Linked DNA regions of Sus scrofa: all the other regions are linked to region 1. A link is a contact called in public Hi-C and HiChIP or PLAC-seq data. All regions are on one chromosome and are shown on one strand. Each heading gives the region's core, a stretch centred on a gene start, on an enhancer-like site or on the middle of the called end of the contact. The rest is flanking DNA. Distances are from core to core; before and after follow the strand shown. Region 1 overlaps LOC110256580 (a long non-coding RNA gene). Region 2 overlaps ANO10 (anoctamin-10). Region 3 overlaps ANO10 (anoctamin-10).

What was found. Hi-C and Micro-C count contacts between places; a contact is called where the count stands out from the background. HiChIP or PLAC-seq counts read pairs in DNA pulled down with a chosen protein or histone mark.
Region 2: a contact with region 1 is called in a Hi-C map of skeletal muscle, with 8 times the contacts expected there. The contact joins two enhancer-like sites. A contact is called at or near these places in 1 of 5 promoter capture datasets (liver), 21 of 47 Hi-C or Micro-C datasets (adipocytes, alveolar macrophages, brain and 12 more) and 1 of 2 datasets of contacts at active chromatin or transcription factors (skeletal muscle).
Region 3: an H3K27ac HiChIP or PLAC-seq map of skeletal muscle shows a contact between it and region 1. The contact joins two enhancer-like sites. A contact is called at or near these places in 2 of 47 Hi-C or Micro-C datasets (blood and skeletal muscle) and 1 of 2 datasets of contacts at active chromatin or transcription factors (skeletal muscle).

The regions. Positions count from the first base shown.
Region 1 is chr13:26,549,188-26,553,626 of Sscrofa11.1, forward strand. LOC110256580 (a long non-coding RNA gene) reads right to left here. Exons shown (of 2, transcript XR_002338245.1): 2 at 1,622-3,072. Among named protein-coding and RNA genes, the nearest start is that of POMGNT2, 48 kb to the left of the region's middle. Within about 2 kb of position 1,919, at least 28 of the 83 cell types and tissues checked have an H3K27ac peak or open chromatin away from gene starts, as enhancers often do. A contact at or near this core is called in skeletal muscle, where this site is marked.
Region 2 is chr13:26,840,247-26,844,685 of Sscrofa11.1, forward strand. All of the region lies in intron 11 of ANO10 (anoctamin-10), which reads right to left. Among named protein-coding and RNA genes, the nearest start is that of ANO10, 160 kb to the right of the region's middle. Within about 2 kb of position 2,290, at least 1 of the 83 cell types and tissues checked has an H3K27ac peak or open chromatin away from gene starts, as enhancers often do.
Region 3 is chr13:26,814,657-26,819,095 of Sscrofa11.1, forward strand. The region is part of intron 11 of ANO10 (anoctamin-10); the gene reads right to left. Among named protein-coding and RNA genes, the nearest start is that of SNRK, 150 kb to the left of the region's middle. Within about 2 kb of position 2,420, at least 3 of the 83 cell types and tissues checked have an H3K27ac peak or open chromatin away from gene starts, as enhancers often do. A contact at or near this core is called in skeletal muscle, where this site is marked.

The sequences.
Region 1 (4,439 bases), core at 669-3,168:
TAGAATCAGGGATCATAAAACTGAACAGAGTCCAGGAAACACGGATGGACTCTTGCTACAGCAAAACCCTTCTCCCACAAAAGAAGGGGGCTACACAGACATGTGCTGGATTAGAACCCAAACATCCACAGTAATTGGGCCTCAGTGCTTCCTTCTCTCCTTTTTTTTTTTTTAATTTACTTTTTAGGGCCACGCTTGGGGCATATGGAGGTTCCCAGGCCAGGGGTCTAATTGGAGCTGTGATCACCGGCCTACACCACAGCCACAGCAACGCCAGATCTGTCTCCTTTTTTTGCTTATTTGCATTTTCCAGTTTTTCTCCAATGAACATGTAATGTTTATATAATGAAAATATTTTTAAAATTTAGTAAGATAAGGGGGAAAAGGACAAATAAAGGCATTTTACATGTAGCACAACCTAGTGTCAGAGGATGGTAACAGATGTTCCCCAAGAAGAGGTCTCGTGATGAAATAAGTTGGGAAACAATGAGTTAAGCAAAGCTATTTGGATTTTTCTCCCTGCAGTACCTCTCAGAGCCTTTAAGATGCTGGCAGGTAGTGTGACCTTTAAGAAGGGGCTGTTTCTAGCAATTTTACCAACAGTAACCGATCTCTGAAGCCCTCTTGTGAAGAGTATCTCTGTTCACTGAGTGTCTGTGGGACACATTTTGGAAAATTGCTCCCCCAAGCACTGCCTGCGAGCAGAATTGGAGAAACAATCCCAATCCCATTAGGCTGCATCCTCGTGAGATCTGCACAGCTGAATGATGGGGATGCCTTTTTAGAAGAAGAAACCTGAGACTGCGTCGGGCTTTCAGACCAGGGGCGCCGCTGCAGTCTCACTGGTTGATTAAGAACTGTGGTCAGGCCCATGACAGATTTTATTATCAATTAAGGGACCTGGAAAGTAAGAAAAACATCCTGAAGCATCTAGTTGGTAGGACACTGGGCGTTTGGTTCAGCAAAGACTGTAGGCCATGACTAAACAGAAGGCATCACCCCTTAATTCCAAGGGCATAAAATATCCCTGCAAATGAAATGGTCCAAAGGAGAATAAAAGGAGCAATGGAGAGTGGGTGCAGCAGACAGATGGGAGGCTGCCCATATCTGCTGGGGCCTCAACATGACAAGGGCTGGCCCTCCATTTGCCAAGATCCGCATCTCTGCCTGGAACCTGCGAAGGCCGTCAGGCCCTAAGTGCCTAAGAATTGATGGCCAGCAGCCCGCAACCAACGAGGAACTCTCCTGCCTCTCCAGCAGGATGACTGAGGTGCTAAGTCCATACTGGCTTAGAGAATTCCCCGGTGGGCCGAATCTCCAGTTGCCCCTAGTGGCCTCTGGTTTGCTAACAAGCCTTTTATTAGCTGCCTTCCCTTCCCTGCCTCCCTTTGCCTAGGAAACTGGGTTAAGTCCTGCAGGAATTTCTCTCCTGGTAAGATTCCTAGTAAGAAGGCCTGTTTTCCTGGTTTCCATAATCCTCCAAGCCATTGCTCCACTCCAGGGAGTGAAGAGCAGTTCCCTCTGATTTCTGACAGAGGGCAGCATTTAGTTTTCTACCACCACCAGGAGATGTATTCCTAGGACTTGCAAATGACTCCAGCTCAAAATAAAGGAAAACAAATTGAAATGAGGATTTTAATCACTGCGAAGGGAATGAAAGGCTGTGTCAGCGTTTCCATGGTAAGTGCCGTCTTTCAGGGATTTATCATCCCAGCTGTAAAAATATGCTTTATGCTAGGATTTGGCAAGAGCAAGGCTTCAGTCACTGAAAAATCTATATATTATTAAAGATTCCACTTTCAATCCAGTTGGAAATGTGACTCTGTCCAAATGGCACAGAATGCCCCTCTGCCCCTCGGGGCTGCCAACAGAGCCACTGCATCCCTGGCCAATTCCACTGGGCACCAGCTTGGAGAAGTGGCAGAGGCACAGCCCCTGGCCCGGTTGCACTAAGGAAGACGCCTGGATCTCTGTGGAGGCAAAGTGGTCCTGGGCTGGGGATAGAGTCGGGTAGGGGGTGCTGTCTGTGCGGTTGCAGGTGGCTCTGAGGACTGGCACACCTTCTCCCTCTCTCACGCCCTGGGTCCCAGGGCCACTGAGGGGGGAGAGGGGCGAGGTGGGCGAGGGGTACCAGTACAACCACACAGGCTCCTCCCCCGCACCCCGGCTCATGATGCAGAGGCCCCGATGTCGTCACAAGGGGAAGAATCTTAGGCTGAATTGACCGGAAACCTTTGGCTCATTCTGATTTTAGCTCGCAGCCTGAGCTCCGGGCATGTGAAGGGAATGACAGTCATGTGATCAGCCAACAAGGAGGCAGTTTGGGTAACACAGGACCTGGTCTGAACCTTTGTGATATCACATTAAAGTCACGTCTGCTTGGGTTCAAACAGGACCAGATTTACAGAAACTTTGGTGTGCTCTTTGTTTGAAACAGGGTGGTGGGCGTGGAAGGGGAGCACTTTACAATAAAGAAAAAAGTTAAGAGCAGAAATAGCAACTTTTTATAATCTGAAATAAATCTTTAGTAGGTGCCAGTCCGTGTGCTTATCACGTCTTAGGTATTAGCAGTTGCATCTTTCCCTGACACAGTGGTGGGTATGTTACTTCCATTGAAAAGGTGAACAAATCGACAGTCCCAGGTTGAGGAACTCGCCCTCAGGGAGGGCTCATGCAGAGCAGGTGGCAGAGTGCACCCGCGTTCTGGACTCCAGTAGGGTCTGAACTCCCCTCCGTCGACACAGTTCAGGAGCAGCGCTTTGGGATCCCATCAGCCCTTCTCCTCCTGCCAGCGGGCAGCCTGGCACAGTCCTCGTCTGTATAGCAGCCCCGCTCATTTCTCCGGCTGGGACAGATGACTGCTGCAGAGGGCAGACCTCGGAGCAACGGCTAAGCTTAAAGGGGCAGACTGGCTACCAGGCACAGTCGGCAGGGCTAGGTATGTGTTCTCTATGTCATCTCATTCACCACCACTCCAGCAACTGCCCCAGGCAGGTACTTGTGTTGTCTCCATTTTATAAAGAACACCAGGAACAGAGAGAGCAAATCATTTCTCCAAGGTCACACGCAAGCCTGTAGGAGAAGATAAAAATGGGATACTAGCTCAGGCCGCTTGACTCTCAAGATGAAACCAGGGAATGCTGCCTGGGGGAGAGTGAGTTTCCCCAGGCTCAGAATGTCCAAGGAAGTTCTGCATATTCATTGGTTAGCCTAAGCGGCTGGGCTGGACAGGATTTCAAGCCAGCTGGTCCCACCCCTTGTCTCTCTGTCGACCAAGCTGATTCTGCAGGAAGCAGGAAGGCTGCCTCAGGATGACCCCCCTTCCTCTAGGGTCAGTGACAGACCTTGCGATGGATCCTCACATTTAGCAGGTCCTCACAGTGACTCAAGGAAAGACAGCCCCCCAAAGCTATAGAGCATTGCGTCCAGGCTCTGGGCAGGGCTGCTGCAGGCTGTCCTGTGCCCATGAGACAATCTGGATTATCTTCCCACTCTCTCAGTTTAGAGAGGGAAAGAGCTAACAAATAGCTTGCAGTGGGATGGACAGAATTAGTGGCTCTAACGTGCATTCAGAGGCAGAAAAACTGATTTCTGTTAGGGTGCCACCACAGGAAACTGGGTCTGTGCAAGCAACCGTACAAATTAGTGGCACCTCTGATGCTAAAGCTGCAATATCTTGGTTGTGCCAAGATGTTTTGCTTATGCGTTTCTGAGATGGTCTAAGATAGTTTTCCTCTGGCACTTAGCTATATTAGTTTACAGGGCAATTAATGGAATGAAAGCTCCCAGAGTCCAGGTCCTACACCGAGGGTAGTGGAAAGGGAGAGAGTATGGACAGGGGCTCTAACATGAACAAAAGAAGAGCATAAGTCAGGTGTGAAAGTGGAACTTCACCGTTGACTTTACAAAAACAAAGGGGTTTTAAGGGAATGTTATGAATAACTGTATGCCATCAAATTAGACAACAAAGATGAAATGAATAAATTCTCAGAAAGACACAAACTATACAGATGAACTCAAGAAATAATAGACATTATAAACAGACTCATAATAAGTAAAGATACTGAATTAGTCATTTTAAAATTTCCCTCAAAGAAAAGCCCTGGTCCGTATAGATTTACCGGTGAATTATACCAAACATTTAACCAAACAATGGTCTGCTGGACATGACACAAAAAGCACAATTCATAAAAGTGGAAGGTAGAGCAGTTAGACTTCATTAAAATCAAAACTTTTTTTTTTTATGCCTGCAAGCAATACCATTAAGAAAGGCAAAGACAACCTACAGAACAGAAGAAAGTATTTTCCAATTGCATATCTAATAAAGGACTTGTATCCTTAGTATATAAGAACTCTTATAACTCGGTCATAAAAAGGCAAACTAGTTTTATTTTATTTTATTTTATTTTTTTTTTTGAGATTTTTTTTTTTTTTTGTCT
Region 2 (4,439 bases), core at 1,040-3,539, 290 kb after region 1:
AGCCATTACCACAAACCTACGACAACTTATTAAATGGTGAAATACTTAGGCTATTACCATGTAGGTCGACTAAGACAGGGACGTTTACTATTCAACATTGTTTTGGAGGCCCTAGCTACTGCACTAAGAGAAAATATAAATAAATGATGTATGTATTAGCAAAGAAGAGAAAACATAATCTGTATACAGAGTTTTAAGTATAAACTCAAGAAACAACAACCAATTATCACTGATAAGAGAGCCTGGTAGTTGTTGGAAACAGATTTTTCTTTAAGTTTTTCTTTATGCTAGTAAGGTATTCAGTACCACCCAGGTGTCATTTGTCCTTTTTCAGAGGGTTCTTAACAGCTTTGTGGCTGAAACCATGAGAAGCTCCAGTTGCCAAATTACGGTACCAGCAATAAGATTCAATTTGCCATGTGTTGACAAGGCAACTACTGCCTGGCATCCACCTGATGCCAGCCACTGTAAAAGGCAGTCATTTAAGAGGGGTTAAAATGTGAAAAAAAAAAATGTGCCCTTAGAATCAATGAAATGTGATGGTCTAACCCATTCAACTTTTCTCCTAAACTATAACTTTATAGGTATTGGTACCCAAACTACCCTCAAATGTAACTAACTTGGAGCTGGCATTTGTTCTCTTCTTCTTCTTCTTCTCATGGCCACACCTGAGGCATATGGAAGTTCCCAGGCTACAGGTCGAATCAGAGCTGCAGCTGCTGGGCTACACCACAGCCACGGCAACACCAGATTCTAGCCTTATCTGTGACCTACACAGCAGCTTGTTGGCAATGCCGGATGCTAAACCCACTGAGCGAGGCCAGGGATTGAACCTGCCTTCTCATGGACACTCATGTCAGGTTCTTAACCTGCTGAGCCACAACTCTGGGATTTGCTCTTTAAACTCTGAGCAGGCATAGGCATGCACACATACACATGCCCCTGTTACAGAAATTATCCCAGTAAGTATCTTAGCTTTATCAGTGTGTGTATTCTGACTTGGCTTAGCATAATCCATGAAGGTTTTGAAAGGCTGAATAAGCTTCCAGCTTACAGGTCAACCTAGGATAGTGGCCAAGAACAAGTAAAAGGTGAACTATGCCTAAAAGGTTTATGGGGAGTGGGGAGAGTGGGAGGGTGTGCTATAACAAACTGAATCAACTCAAATTTCTCAGTAGTCAGTCTATACACTGGGGTAGGAGGTACAAAATTTTATAAATTACAAACATTGTTTAAAAAAGTGAACAAAGTCTTATACTATTAAGGCCATCCTGAGAGATGAACTGTGGCTTTGGTAGAAAAACTAGAAGCAGTCCCAGCGCAGGACCCTGGTTCAGCCTCACCAGGCCTGCAATCCCAGCTGCTGTGTGGTTTACGGCACAAACCGTAGTCCTGCTCCTGTCAGATGAGTGGGGAACCTGGGGTGAAGGAGGGAGTGTAACAACTTAGGATGAGTCCTATCATAAGGGTGCAAAACGTGTTTTAAAATCACTGGGCCGTTTTGTGCTTCCTTCTTCTAACACGGTGGAAATGCGCAACAGAATCGAATCTACTGCTTTTACAGGTCAGATTACTTGATTTGAGTTGTCTGATACTCAGAAGATTCTGCTTGTTAGGCTGCAAGGATGCTCTGCCAAGCTTTTGACAGGTCTGAGCTGGATAGATGAGGCCTGCCAATTAAGCTTAAATGTTACCTCATTTTGTGTTGGGGTTCGTAGTTTAGGGACTCCAATGAGTTTATTGAATAGTAATCAAAATGCAAATAAAATGTACTAGGTTTACAAATAAAATAAGCTTTATAAGTTGAGTGCAATTAACACTTTTTTATATTAACAGGTTTTAGTAACTTGAATGGTAAAACAGGTATTTTGAGTAATCCTTTGCTTGCACGAAGCCAATGAAACACAAACACAACTTCACTGATGGAAAGAGAAAGAACCTGAGGAGTTGAAAAGGATCTGAGAAATCATGAGAAGAAAGCTCCTCAGATGGCACAGAACAGGGAGGAAAGGCTGAAAGAGGCCATAACACAACACCTAAGACCGAGATTCCCACACTGACGAGGAAGACAGTTGTATTATTCACCGTCCAATTATCTGCTGCATGACCAAATCTGCCTGGGGGTCGGTGGAAGGAAGGTGGGGGGAGATGATAGTGAGTGTTACGGGGAGGTTGGAGGAAAAGGGCCAGGATCCCCGCCAAAGAGCCAGCACAAGGTCCTCGCTCAGATGACTACCCATATCCCATCCTGCGACATGGAGCACCAGGAGGACAACACCACCAGTGTAGACAGCGGTTTCCAACTGATGATCTCCCCCTTTCGCCTTGAAAGCAGACTGAAGAGCATTAGCATTATGCATGCGGAAACCATTGAGCGGTTTTTTCTACTGCCAATAAAACCAAAGGGTTAAATGTTACAGGATTCAGAAATCAGAACAATATGGGCTCCCTCTAGTGGTTTAAAACATCTCTCCTCAGATAGTTAAGAGAAAATTTCTACCAAAATAAATTTGGTTGTTATTTTTATTTTATTGCCTAGTCCTTTTCCTCTTGGGAAATCCAAATCCTACAAAAAGTTTACTGCAAATAGTCCTCCCAGTAGAAGAGGAGAGGGGAGTAGGCCCAGAGACCAAATGTGATGGCCCCTAAGTCACAGAGCAAGTCTACCTGCCCTTCACAATCCATCAGAAGCTTTAGGAGCAATGAATGAAGGGGTAGGCACAGACAGAGCTAAGCTGAGTGACGGGGGCAGGGGTGGGGTGGGGAGGAGACCAGAGAAAGAGGCTTGTATTAGGCAAAGGGAAGAGAGCTGCACCGTGACATAAAAACATTAATTTTCTCAAGTGGCTATAGAAATCATCTCTGAGGAAATGAAAAAGGATTCGTTCCTAACGGGTTATAGGCCAATCCCAGCCTCACTCTGCAGGCTGCTATGGCTGCTCTGACAATTGGGTTTGTTTGAATTCTCCAGTGCTGTCATATACAGAAAGCGCTCATCATGCACAGTCATGCCTCCCATTACAGACCGCACTCCAGTGAGGCAGTTTTACGGCTGAAGTAGGAGGATTTTTTTACAAAGCTGAAGTTTTAGCAGAACACTACGGCTGCCATTTGCACTGAAGCTTTGAGTCTTGTTAGATAATGAGGCAGTGAGGTGCTGGGGATCAACAGGCAAAGAAAGTCGACACAAACAAAAAAGCCAAAGAAAGAGGAACCAAGAAAAAAGCATGAAATACCTCTACTAAGAAATGTAAATAACAATTATGAAACAGATGGGCAATGTAATTGGTACCTAAGTGATTACAGGTGTGTCTGTGATGATATCTATTTTCTGCCACTGCTAAGGGAAGTATTGTTTTGTTTCTTTTTAAATCAGGTTAGTTCACCTAGTTCAGAGCAAAAGGTCTTTTTGGAAAATGATTCTTAAATCAGTTTCTCAAAAAACCACCAACTACTTCAAATTCTCTTTCAAAGAGGATGATAAAAATCTGAATGATCTTTTGAGTTCCTTAAGTGCAATGACAGTTTCTCTGATTTGCTTTAGTAAAACTAAGGTAGAATACCTGAAAACAAAAGCAGCTTTCCAGTACGTCTGGGACCATGTCACCATAAGTAAAATTTTGTGACTGGCAACTGGGTTTCTTAATACTGAATAAGGTTTATACTAAAAAGTTCCATTTAGGAGTTCCCACCAAGGCATAGTGGGTTAAAAATCCAACTGCAGCAGCTTGAATTGCTTGCAGAGGTGCTGGTTCAAACCCCGGCCCAATGCAGTGGGTTAAAGGATCCGGTATTGCTGCAGCTGCAGCTGGATTCTATGTGCTGCTAGTGCGACCATTAAAAAAAAAAAAAAAAAAAAGAATTAAAAGTGCCATTTATATGCTGCTAGTGCGACCATTAAAAAAAAATGAATTAGAAGTGCCATTTATAGTTGAAAATAAATACAGTTAAATCCAATGTGTCTGGTAATTTCTATAAAATGTTCAATACCGGGTCCCTGGTCAGAATAAAATTCTCTCTCACATCATTTTTTCTAGGAAAACTCAGAATTGAATTAAAACTGCCTTAATCACCAGAGTATTTTTCCCTGTTTAGCCTGAGGGCTGCCTACTGGCTGGATTCCCTCAACATTATGTCATCAGCTGACTGATTGAGGAACAAGTGTCTTTCCTGCGACGTCGTCATCTCCAAGGGTTTACTCCTGTACCGGTGACACCCCACATTATGCCACATCAAAGCCCTTTACTTGAGGTATGCTTCAAAGCCTCACTCAGCCTCTCACCCATCAGGACTAAGATAAGCCATTTCCTTGTGTACTCTTTTCAGTCAATCGTTTGCAGGTCATAGAACCAAAACATCGTCATGTTGTGACAGATATTCCAGGATAGCAGGTGATACACACACACAGGCCAGATGCCAGCCAGTGGGATCTGCTTCAA
Region 3 (4,439 bases), core at 1,170-3,669, 270 kb after region 1:
AAACATGGGGAGATGGCAAGGGCAGTGGAAACCAAAGGAAGACTCACTATGTTAACAGCCTCATCTTTAAGAAGAGGACACAACATTACCTAAAACTGACAAATCAAGAGACACGTGTTTTAAAATTTTTTGAAAGCTATAAGGCAATCTCTACAATAATTTACAAAGTAATATTATAATAAAAATTGAGAGGACAAAGTGGGAGATCAGATAAGTGGGATAAGTAATTCTTTCATGGCAACAGGTATCATTTAAGTTGATAGATCAAGAAAAGGAATACTTTACTTAAAGTTATAATGATGACTATGGGGGGAAACCCAAACCAGGAAGTGTTAGCAGCAATTGCTTCTGGGTAGTGAGAATAAGAACGGCGCAGGGGCTATTCTACAACATCCAAATATGGAAACAGTCTAAATGTCCACCAACAGGTGAATGGATAATGAAGATGTGGTACATATATACAATGGAATATTACTTAGCCACAAAAAAGAATGAAACAATGCCATTGGCAGCAACATGGATGGGCCTAGAGATGATCTTACCAAGAGAAGTAAGTCAGAGAAAGACAAATATTATATGAAATCACTTATATGTGGAATCTAAAAAATGATACAACTGAACTTATTTACAAAACATAAACCGATTAACCAACATAGAAACAAACTTATGGTTACCAAAGGGGAAGAGGGAGAGGGATAAATTAGGAGCTTGGAATTAGCAGATAAAAACTACTATATATAAAATAGGGAAACAACAAGGTCCTATCATATAGCACAGGGAATTCTATTCAATATCTTGTAATAAATTAAAGTGGAAAAGAATCTGAAAAGTATAAATACAAATAATCACTTTGCTGGACATCTGAAACTAACACAACACTGTGAATCAACTATACTTTAATAAAAAAAAAGAACGGTGCAGAGGAGACTTGTGCTTTTCACTTTATTATATTATTTGGACCTTGTGATATTGTCCTCCCATCCCCATATGCATGCATTACTTCTCTAAAGAAAACAAAACAATAGATTGTCTTAGTCCAGAGCAGGGTCAGCAAACTTCTCAGAGGCCCAAACAGTAAATATTTTAAGCGTTATTGCTGTGTCTCTGTCCTGACTATGGAACTCTGCCATTCCCTGTAGCGTGAAAGGGCAGCTGTGTGCTAACATCACTTCATTAACTTCATCAAAAGCAGCAGGAGGCTTTTGTCCTTTGGCTGGGGTGTGCTATCCTTTGGTACAGAGTGTGTACAAAGACTAGAAACTCAAATTATTAACCAATTAATTCATACAAATATTTGTTCAAAAAATGAGAAAGCTGGAGTTATTGTCGTGGTTCAGCAGAAACGAATCTGACTAGTATCCATGAGGATGCCAGTTGGATCCCTGGCCTTGCTGAGTGGGTTAAGGATCCGGCGTTGCTATGAACTGTGGTATAGGTCGCAGATGTGGCTTGGATCCAGTGCTGCTGTGGCTGTTGCTCAGGCCAGTAGCTCGACCCCTAGCCTGGAACCTACATACGACTCAGGTGCAGCCCTTAAAAAAAAAAAAAAAAAAAAAAAAAAAAGACAAAACCTCACAAAGTTTGCCTCAGTCTTAATTACACAATGAATGGGAATCTTCTCTGAAGGCTTCTCACAGCATCTTCTGGCCGTAACTCTGGTGAGTCACTGCTGGGTCCTGAGGGATACAGCTGAGGCAGGGCAGTGCCTGGGAGACCAGCACATCGTGCTCCTGACCAGGGTCTGCACCTGGCACACAGAGGATGCACACACAGGGATGATAGGGAGCCATCATCATCACAAAGAGCCTGGTCCTCTGGCCTGTGCACACGGGCTCTTTCCCAAGATCAGTCAAGCAAATGAGGAGTTGGACTTAAAAGTTTCATGGAAAGCTGAAATCTAAAAGAGGTATAAGGAGTTCTCTTGTGGCACAGCGGGTTAAGGATCTGGCATTGTTACTGCTGAGGCTCAGGTTGCTACCGTGGCATAGGTTAGATCTTTGGCCTGGGAATTTCCACATGCTGTGGGTGCTGCCAAAAAAAAAAAAAAAAAAAGAAAGAAAAGAAAAAAGGAAAAAGAAATGTATAGAGGAAAAAGCAATAGGAAAATAAATGTTATGAGAACCATCGAAACAATGAGAGAGATAAGAATACCTGATTACTACAAAAGCATGAAAAGTGTTTTCTTCCTCTTCCTCTCACCAATTAATGACACAGTGATTTGAAAAAAAAAATGCCAATCAGACTACATGAATAGCAGAAAATCATTTAAAAGGTTAAAGAATTAAGTTGAATGCCACATAGCCCTTTCCTTTTAAAATACAATCTCCATTGTAGGGGAGTTGCTAACAGAAGAGGCTCCTCACAGTTTGTGGACACTGAGTGATGAGGTTGTCATTTGTCACTGGTGTGAGAAAGCTGGCTTTCAAGGCTTTGGCAATGCCTGTGTCATCAGAGAACACATCTCATCCAGTGTTAAAGCTTGATGCCCTTACAATGATGAACTTTAAAGACACTCCCAGGTTCTCTCGGCTCTAAAATCTGTGCATTCCCCACTTGGCAGCAAGCTTGTAAAGCTTGCTACCCACCAGAAAGCTTGTAAAGCTTGTTCTCCTCCTGATCAGAAGCACATTTCACGCACAAAGCTGTTTCTAAGCCAGATTTGATGATTGTGAAAGGAAGTGCAATCTGTAGAGAGAGTTATGTTTTATTTGGAGTATGTTTTGTTTTTTCAACAATTATTTTGATCACTTGACAAGCAAAAAAATCAAGCAACATTTAATAAGTATGTGCCCAGAAATGTTCTCTAAGGCCTGTGAAGCAAAATGATATCCTGAGATTGCAGTTTCATTTCACTATATACTTACTTCATTTACTTTAATTGGACCCTCAAGTGAGACTTTAAATCACACTGGAGAAACACACATTTGTAACCTTTAAATCATGAGCCATGGTGACAAGCCAAGGTGCACTCCAGGGACCATAAGGGTGGTGGCTCTGCCACAGTGCAAGGACACAAAATCAGGCGGCTGGAATCACCTGCCTAATGCTTGGATTGCCAGCAACAGAGCTTATCCAGGAGTCCCGACACTTCAGCTGATCCCACCAGGCAAGGAGAGTGGGGCTTAGGAGACTGAGGCCGTCAGGATGTCTGACATGGCCAGGAAGAGCATTCTTTTCTACTGCTTAGGTATTATAATACACAGTATTAACAGCAGACATACTATATAGCCTTAAAATTAAGACCAGTAGAATAAGAAGAAGCTTTCCTTATTTTCAAGGCATATCACAGCACAAATTTAAAGTTTACAACATCAAGATTGCTCTGAATTATGGTCCCTAGGTCCATTCTCATAGAAAGAGGGACTTCTCAAGAGGTGAATCTCAAGAGGAGCAGCACTCAGAACGTGAGGGAGTTGTAGGGACTGCTGGAACACGCCATCCACATGCCCCAGCAGGACTGAAGGACTGATTCCCCCAGCCGCTCTCAGCTGAAGAGACCCGCCTTGTGGGTGGCCACCCCCTGCCCCTGAAGCAGCCCACACTCAATGGGCTAGTTCATGAGGAGCGAAGTCCAAAAGCCTGGCCACCTTGTCCTAACTTGGGACAACTCTGCGGGGCCAGCCTGAGGAATCAGCTGAGGTCTTTGATGAGACTGCAGTGCCACCCAGCTTCTTCCCCTGCTCATTCCTGCTTCTTTCTCTTTTTGGGTCTTGATTCTCAAGAGCTTCCCCTAATGAATGTCCTGCATACTAGTATCTGTCTCAGAGCTGGCTTACTGAGCAAACTGGTAGCAATGAGTCCAGGAGGCTCTATCCTTATTCCAGGGAACTGGAATTGCAAAATCACAAAAAGGTTTTGGAACTCCCATATGTGCAGCCAGAGCAAGTGAAAGAAAGAAAGCTTTCTGCTGTTGGTGGTTTTCTCTCCCAACTGTATAAGGCAGTTTGGCCACTGGGTAAACTTCTAAGATTTGGTATGAAATTATTTTTCCTACTCTGAAAGTAAAATCTACCCTCAAACGCTAAAGATTTGTTACTAATGAAATGGGCTGCAGGGCAATTCTAAAACAGGTTTCCCTATCACTCTCTAGGCTTGAAAATGTATTCACCTTTAAAAAAAAAAACAGCTTTATTGACATATCATTCTCCCAGTTAAAGCACACAATTCAAAGGTTTTTAGTACATACACATAGAAGTGTGCAAAGACCACCACAATCAATTTTAGAACATTCTCCTTACACCTCCAAAAAGATGGTGTTCTACCTTAGCCATCATCGCTTAACAACCCTCCATCTCCCTGAGCTCTCAGCAGTCGTCTACTTTCTGATTTGCCTACTCTGGACATTTTATATAAATGGAATCTTAAAATATGTGGTCTTTTGTGATTGGTTTTTCACTTAGCATAACGCTTTCAAGTTTCATCAACACTGTATAGCATAT